2 separate regions of the Gossypium hirsutum genome follow, and region 2 is linked to region 1. The links are chromatin contacts, called in public Hi-C maps. All regions are on one chromosome and are shown on one strand. The core of a region is the stretch at or near the end of the contact, and the rest is flanking DNA. Distances in the headings are between cores, read along the strand shown.

Evidence for each region. Hi-C and Micro-C count contacts between places; a contact is called where the count stands out from the background.
Region 2: a Hi-C map of leaf shows a contact between it and region 1, with 1.7 times the contacts expected there. The contact joins the promoter of LOC121213599 here to the promoter of LOC107921221 in region 1. A contact is called at or near these places in 2 of 34 Hi-C or Micro-C datasets (both in leaf).

The regions. Positions count from the first base shown.
Region 1 is chrD01:54,669,741-54,673,628 of Gossypium_hirsutum_v2.1, forward strand. It overlaps LOC107921221 (thaumatin-like protein 1b), which reads left to right and starts at 1,333. Exons shown (of 4, transcript XM_041087431.1): 1 at 1,333-1,807; 2 at 1,887-2,580; 3 at 3,063-3,166; 4 at 3,287-3,888. The coding sequence starts at 1,747. The coding sequence ends at 3,504. It overlaps LOC107921222, which reads left to right. Exons shown (of 3, transcript XM_016851102.2): 2 at 9-414; 3 at 492-1,224. The coding sequence starts at 9. The coding sequence ends at 997.
Region 2 is chrD01:54,995,158-54,998,620 of Gossypium_hirsutum_v2.1, forward strand. It overlaps LOC121213599, which reads right to left and starts at 1,955. Exons shown (of 1, transcript XM_041086395.1): 1 at 1,392-1,955. The coding sequence starts at 1,955. The coding sequence ends at 1,392. LOC107922436 (histidine biosynthesis bifunctional protein hisIE, chloroplastic) reads left to right here and starts at 1,155. Exons shown (of 6, transcript XM_041087435.1): 1 at 1,155-1,364.

The sequences.
Region 1 (3,888 bases), core at 83-2,582:
TCATACAGATGTCAGCAACACAGGAAGGAGTTGTATGTAGGGCCAAAGCAGAATGGACTCCGTCTCGGGATGCATTTCTGGTTGAGCTTTTCATCGAGCAGCACAATTGTGGACGAACTGCATATAATGAATTCAAGAACGATGTTATTCGGTCTGTTACGCGTGATTTTAACAACAAGTTCGGCATGAATTTGGAAGAAAACCAAATAAAAAACCGTTACAATGTGATGAAAAAAGATTATGGCGTTGTTAAAACCCTACTCGGACATAATGGATTTGGTTGGGATGAAACTCGACAAATGGTGGTTGCTGATGACAAAGTTTGGGACAACTATATCGCGGTACGAAGTGAAGCAAGACCCTTCCGACGCAAGAGCTTTCCTCTCTATAAACAAATGTCTATCATATTTGAAGGTAATATTACTTTATTAGATTATGACTATTTGCCCATAGTTGCTTTCTAAAACAATCTTCTTTAACTTGCGGAGCAGGCGAAAGAACTACCGGCAAATCCATGCCGAACACGGCTCCAATTATAACTGAAGAGGGGAATAGCAACACAGAGACAGTTCGATCTTCAGAGCCAACTAATGTACCGACACAAGTGGTTGAGGGTACCCTTGATTCTGATTCGATAATTCGAATAAGTGACAAACAACCTAAGAAACGAAAGTCTGTGGCTCCAAGAGCTTCAGCTCATAAGAAAAAGGTCTGCTATGATGCTGGTGAGCCGATAGAGAACGCCATATACGAGATGTTTTCAGCTGTCAAGATGAGAGCTTTACAAAGAGATGCATCAAACGAGAGAACATTGTATCATAAGTGCCTGGAAGAGTTGCAGCATTTAGAAGAACTGGATGATGCTGAAGAACTGGATGATGCTGAGTTTACAAAGTCTGTCAATGTTCTCAAAGACGATAAAAACGCAATTGCATTCATGACAATTAAAGGGCCTCGGCGGTTGATTTGGTTGAGGTCTATATGGCAAGCATCGTGACCTGAGAATCGAAATAGATTAGAAACAATTGGCTCACTTCCACTCGCGAGTGTTATACCTCTTTTGTTGCAGATCCACTTCTGCTTGTGAGTACTGATACTCATATGCAACACCTGTTACCTTGTGGGTTAAGAAACTCGTTTCCTTCTTTATTTGGTCCATTTCGACACATAAATATCATCATTTCCGGTTGAAATTTTGAAACATTTTTACCTTGTAACTCTCCATTTTGAGCTTTCACTTTAGGAATCTCCACTATATTTGTATGCTTAAGCTTGAGTTTACGATAAGTTTACATCAAGCATTCGTTGCCAAAACAGGGCACTGAACTCTTCACCAGCCAATTGAACATTCCAAACAAGAACAGGGTTTGCTTGCTTGTTTATTTGGTCAAAGGCAGGCATTTCAAGTGTTAAACCATCACAAACCAGATTATATCAATGCTTCAGCGAAAAAAAGTTAGCATAAAGAAGGCCAATAAAATACAGTTTTCTGTACATATATACCTTTGCTTGAAAAGAAAGGAACGTGAAAATGCCCGGAACAACAAAGACAAAAACTTCGAGATTTGAGTATTTAACAAAATAACCCTAAACCAAAACCAAAAGCCTAAAGGCAAAAACCCCACAAACACATTCTGGAAGTCCCACTCTCCCTGCTATGTCCTCCAAGAAAAAGTAAAGTTCTCTAGTGTTTTTTGGCAATTGTTTAACTTCAAACTCCATTTTTTAATCTTTAAGTCATCAACAATGGATCGTCGTCATCTCTCTTCCACCTTTGTTTTGCTCCTCTTCATCTCCTTCTTCTCAGGTAAATAAAACCTTCAAAGACTCCATTTTTTTTTCTTTGCTCTGCAATCACTGACACAGACCCTTGTTTTCAATCGCAGAAGTGAATCCAGCTTCTTTCAAGATCGTCAACAAGTGCCGCCACACGATATGGCCGGGTTTTTTATCTGGCGCCAACACTGCTCATCTTACAACAACCGGCTTCGTTCTAAAACCCGGCAAATCAAGAACAGTGACAATACCAAAGTCTTGGTCCGGTCGACTCTGGGGTCGAACCCTTTGCGGCGTCGATTCCTCCCGTAAATTCGTTTGTCAAAGCGGCGATTGCGGCTCCGGCCAAATTGAATGTTCCGGAAATGGCGCCAAGCCGCCAGCCACTCTCGCGGAATTTACGTTAAATGGTGCCGGAGGATTAGACTTTTACGACGTCAGCTTAGTGGACGGCTACAATTTGCCGATGTTGATAGTGGTCAAGGGAGGTAAAGGCGGGAATTGTAGCGCCACAGGTTGCTTATTGGACCTCAACGGTGCTTGTCCATCTGAGTTACGCGTTGCGCGTCAAAATGGTGGTGGAGGCGTGGGGTGTAGGAGCGCGTGTGAAGCGTTCGGAGATCCCGAATACTGTTGCAGCGGGCCGTTCGGAACGCCTAACGTTTGTCGGCCATCCAGATACTCGTTGTTTTTCAAGCATGCTTGCCCACGCGCGTATAGCTATGCGTACGACGATACCACGAGTACGTACACGTGTGCCGGCGCTGATTACGTCATCATGTTCTGCCCTCCTCCTTATACCAGGTGAATTTCACCAACCAATCAACATTCCCCATCTTTAATGTTTTAGTTAAGTTTGCTTGCTTTGTAATTGTTACTTGTCGACTTCATGAGTGCCACGCTGTCATGTTCCAGAAAATTCGGCGTATTTTGTGGATGAAGTGCAGAGCGGTGACTTTGCGATGCTTCTTAAACATAATGGGTTTTAAAAAGTTGTTTCTTTTTCCAGATTATTAAATTCAATGCCATTATACATCGGAGATTCAATGATTGTCTGGTTAAAATTTATGAAAAAAACAGAACGAAAAGAAAAATAAAAGAGTAGTGCATAGTGTTTGTATTTGGGAAAAAGGAACCTTGATACAGCTGGATCTTGGAGGCCTTCTAGTTGTTGTTCATGTGCTATAACTGGATCTTACATGGATGGTTTGTCTTTTTTCATATGTCGTATGGCAGCCATTTTGTAGACCAAGTATTGATTAGTGTTTGATGGATAATTTTTGCAGTCAGAAAGTGTTTGGTGCAAGGAAGGATGGAGCGCTGCTACCGCTTGTAAATAAGAGTATGATATACATATCCAGCCTACATGCAAATGGGGCATCACTATCAGGTCTGCTCCAACTGCAATCTACTGTCCCTGCAGCCTCTTTTACAATGGCTATTTTCCTCTTTTGGCAACTTATTTTAACTTTGTGACTAACATTTGGCCTGGACACTTCCAGGCAAGTAGTAGCAAGGACTAGCTCAACTGAAGGGAGACATTCTATACGCTGGATTAAAATGAGCGGCAACATAAATTTGCATATTGCCTACAGATATTGGGATTTCACGTTTGCCACACAAATATTGTACACATTTTGTTTTTATACTGATACACAAAAGGTTTCCAAGTTTTTACTGTCAAATGAATATCAAGGTTTAAATTCAACATATCCTTTGACCATCTGATGTTATATCTATGAATTTTAGATGGGTTATGTAAAGGAATGGGTATCTCTCACTAAGCTGAGAGTTCATTTACTAATAGAAAGAGAGCTCCAACCAAATCTTACGTAAAAACGTCAAATCTCCTTTACGCTTTCTGAGTGTGAGGGGAAATCTGGCTTCACCTAACATGCAATTTGCTCTCGCATTAGCTGTAAGCAAGCCATGTCGATACTGGACTGGACCAGTCCATTGTTGGATGTTTGCAACTCTCATCTTCAACACCACCACATGTATTCCAGGGGGTACAACGTTGTCTGTGCTTCATCTAACGCCTGTGCGGTCAACTTTCAAGTTTTAATTTATGCAGAGTCACTCATGAAAATGTCTGATTTGGAGGCTGCTATT
Region 2 (3,463 bases), core at 705-3,204, 330 kb after region 1:
CAAATTAAATCATCAATAAACCAGGTTATTCATCTGTCTGCTAAGTAAATATAAAATTAGTTATGCAAGGATTGCTCCATCTTACTTCTCTATTTTTTTGTTTTTTAAAAATATCTATTTAGAAGTGAGTTCAAAATTATATTTTTCAATAACAAAATAATTTTTAAAAATTAAATATATCACATATAGAATAAACTTATTTATGGACCAAATTAATCGCTCAAGTCTGAAGGCTCCCCTGATTTGATGGGATTTGGATAAAAAAATAAACTTGAAAAATGGGCTTGAAAAAAAATTAGACATGTTTAATGTTTTATTTTATGTTATTTTTATAAAACTACTTTAATGGAAACATTAAAAACTATTAAGATGATTGTATATAAAATTTTAATAAATAAACATATATATTAAATTAAAAAAATAATATAAACATATTTTTTAAATTTTATAAAAAAAATATGGATGAACCTGAAATGAGTTTAGATTAAATAATTACAAATATGAGGGGTTTAGTAAACATAAAGTGTGTTAATATCATGCTTAAATTCAATCTCAACGTGTCTTAACTCAGCCCAGAAACACCTCTGATATTATATATATATATATATATACAAGGTCTCAAACTCCCAACTGAGATGGAAATGCCAATTTCTTGCCACATTGATGGCCTAAAATTTAAGTATAAAATTTAAAATTTCTTATCTATTTAAAAAATTGATCAAATTTTCACAAGTATAAAATTTAATTTCTATCGGATATAAAAAATTGCACAAAATTTAACAATAATTTTTTTTATCAATATACTTTATTTTTTAAAAACAGAAATTATCCCAACAATTATTTAATCAATATATTTTATTTTTTAAACACAAACTATCCCAAATATTTTTAAATGGAAATTAAAAATAATTTTAAATAAACATGTGTATGTATTAATAAAAGTATATTAAATTAATTTTTTAATCAATAAATGGGCTAGATTTTATTAATATACAAAAGAAAAAACAAAACTGAATAAGACCCAAAATCCACGGGCTTAAAAGCAAAAAAGAAAGCATAAATGACCCGACCCAACAACACAATGCCCAAAACCAACCAGTCCTAAAACAAATTAAGGTAAAATAAATAAAGCAGACCAAAAGACTGACCAGCCACATTCAATGATGAAAAAAGCCCAACAATTCATTTCCACATTTCAAGACCAGGCGGTTGCATCTTCCAAGAGAACCAAAAACCCTCTTCCATTTCTTTTCCATCGTTCCCGATTCTTTCATCCCCTAAACACAAGAGCTCTTTCAATCTGGTTCGCGCGGCTAGTCATCTTCCATTCTCCGTCTGCCAGATCTGGAAACCCCACCTTCCATGTAAGTTTGCTCCTTCCTTCTTAAACATTATGCCGTTAGTATATGAGAAAGTTGATTGGCTTTCCTGTTCACATGTTGAAATCGAACCCACCGGAATTTTTTCGAAATTTGTTGAATATTCCTTATATAAGCACCAATTTCCGACTTATTAAGGGAATTTATTCGACATTTATTAACAACTGATAACGAGTCCCCTTCAAAGATAAGATCTGACCAGCCCTTTTCCATACTTGTTTGTACTGCCCAAGAACATGCAAGGGCCTCTACAGCGAAAGCGGACGCAACATTTTCATGAAGTATTGTTCGTGAGACCAGAACCCAACCGCCAGCGTTTCTTGCCACTCTTCTAGAGCAAGATTGAAGACAATCTTTGTCAAAAGCCTCATCAAAATTAACTTCGATAAGTTCACCATGTGTGGGAATCCACTGATCATTCGCACTCATTCTAGTAGGCCCATCTAACTCTGATTTATCAATTTCCACTAAGCAGCAAAGTAAATCATTTGCGATCTTCCGTCCAGTTTTTGTCTGTTTCTCATTAACTGTTTTGTTTCTATCTAACCAGATTGCCCATAGTGCCCCTCCAAACATCCTACTAGTATGATGATTACTCTCCCTAAACACCTAGGTAAGCTATTCAAACCCGCCCAAATCTGCTCTGTTTAAAACCCAACGAAGGCCTAATTGTGACCATACTTGTAATACAAGGCAATTTCAAAAATCATGGTCCCAATTTTCCGTACCCTCCGTACATCGAGGGCAGACAGTATTAATCACCAAGGTTTGAAGGTTCAGATTTGTAAATGTAGGGATATAATTGTTAGCAATTTTGCAGATTGTAATCTTAATCTTAGTGGGAAGTTTAAGGCTGTAGAGCTTCCTATAAAAAGCATTAGAAATGGTCAGTAAATCATTAAAATTAGTCCCAAAAATACCTACTTGTAATAGTTTATAGGCACTCCGGATCGAGAACTTCCCCGAGTGTTCACCCCGCCACACCACAAAGTCATCATGTTGGACCTTGGCCAATAGTATCCGTAGAATTCGTTTTGCATCCCCAGACGAGAAGGTATTGAACACAATCTCCTTATTCCAATCCCTCGTAATATTATCAATAAGTTACGCCATAAAGGAAACAACATTATTTTGCATGTCATCACATAATTTGTAATTAACTGAACCTGGAATCCATGCATGCTCCGAGATTAAAATGCTTTCCCCCGAACCAACTTGCCAGCAGGAGCCCTTTTGCAATAAACCTTGGCAGCTTAACGTGCTGTTTGGTTCGGTGTAATGGGTATGCCATTACAGCCCTATTCCATGGGCCCCACCTATTCCGTCGTTTGGTTGGGTGTAATGCCCTATTATGGGCTTATTACATTACGCCCCTATTCTTAAAATCTGCTGCTTTCTATTCCCTTCCAAAAGCTCAGTTTTGCTTCCCCATTACAGCTCTCGATTTCATCTGCCCTGTTTTACCCTCCCAACCCGAAAGCCACCTCCACCCTCTCCCTCCCAACATGAAACAGAAGCTGCCAGCAAATCTTTTGTTCCTGAAGGTAGCTGCAAAAAAAACTGGAGGACCGGCCACACCAAGTGAGTTTTTCTCTGATCTGATTCTATAACTTTTTCCTTCCTTTCAGCCGCCACAACTGCTTCTTCTTCATCACTCATCAGCAGAATGCCTCTTCTTCTTCATCCGCTCGCCGGCCGCCAGTCATCCGTGTCCATTTTCGGACAATGGTGTCTTGACAGTTCGTATTCTGTAGGACACCAGTACGAGAGGGGAAAATCCGTGTTGGTGCTTCTCCATTGCCTGACATCCTTATACAAGAAAGGTTTTTTATTTGCTAACATTTTACACCTCATTCTGTTCTCTGAAAAAAATTTGAATTTTGATTCATTCCCATATGACTCATCCCTTGAAGCAATATAAACTACAAACTGTGTGGCTTTATATTCAATCTCAACCTTAGTTAGGTTTACCTTCTTGTTGTGGTTCAAACAAGGGAGCAACTATATATGAAAAATCAAGTTTTATCTTTTTACAGAGGTTCACCATCGTTTTCACTAAAACTAACGACATTCTTCTGGTTTTT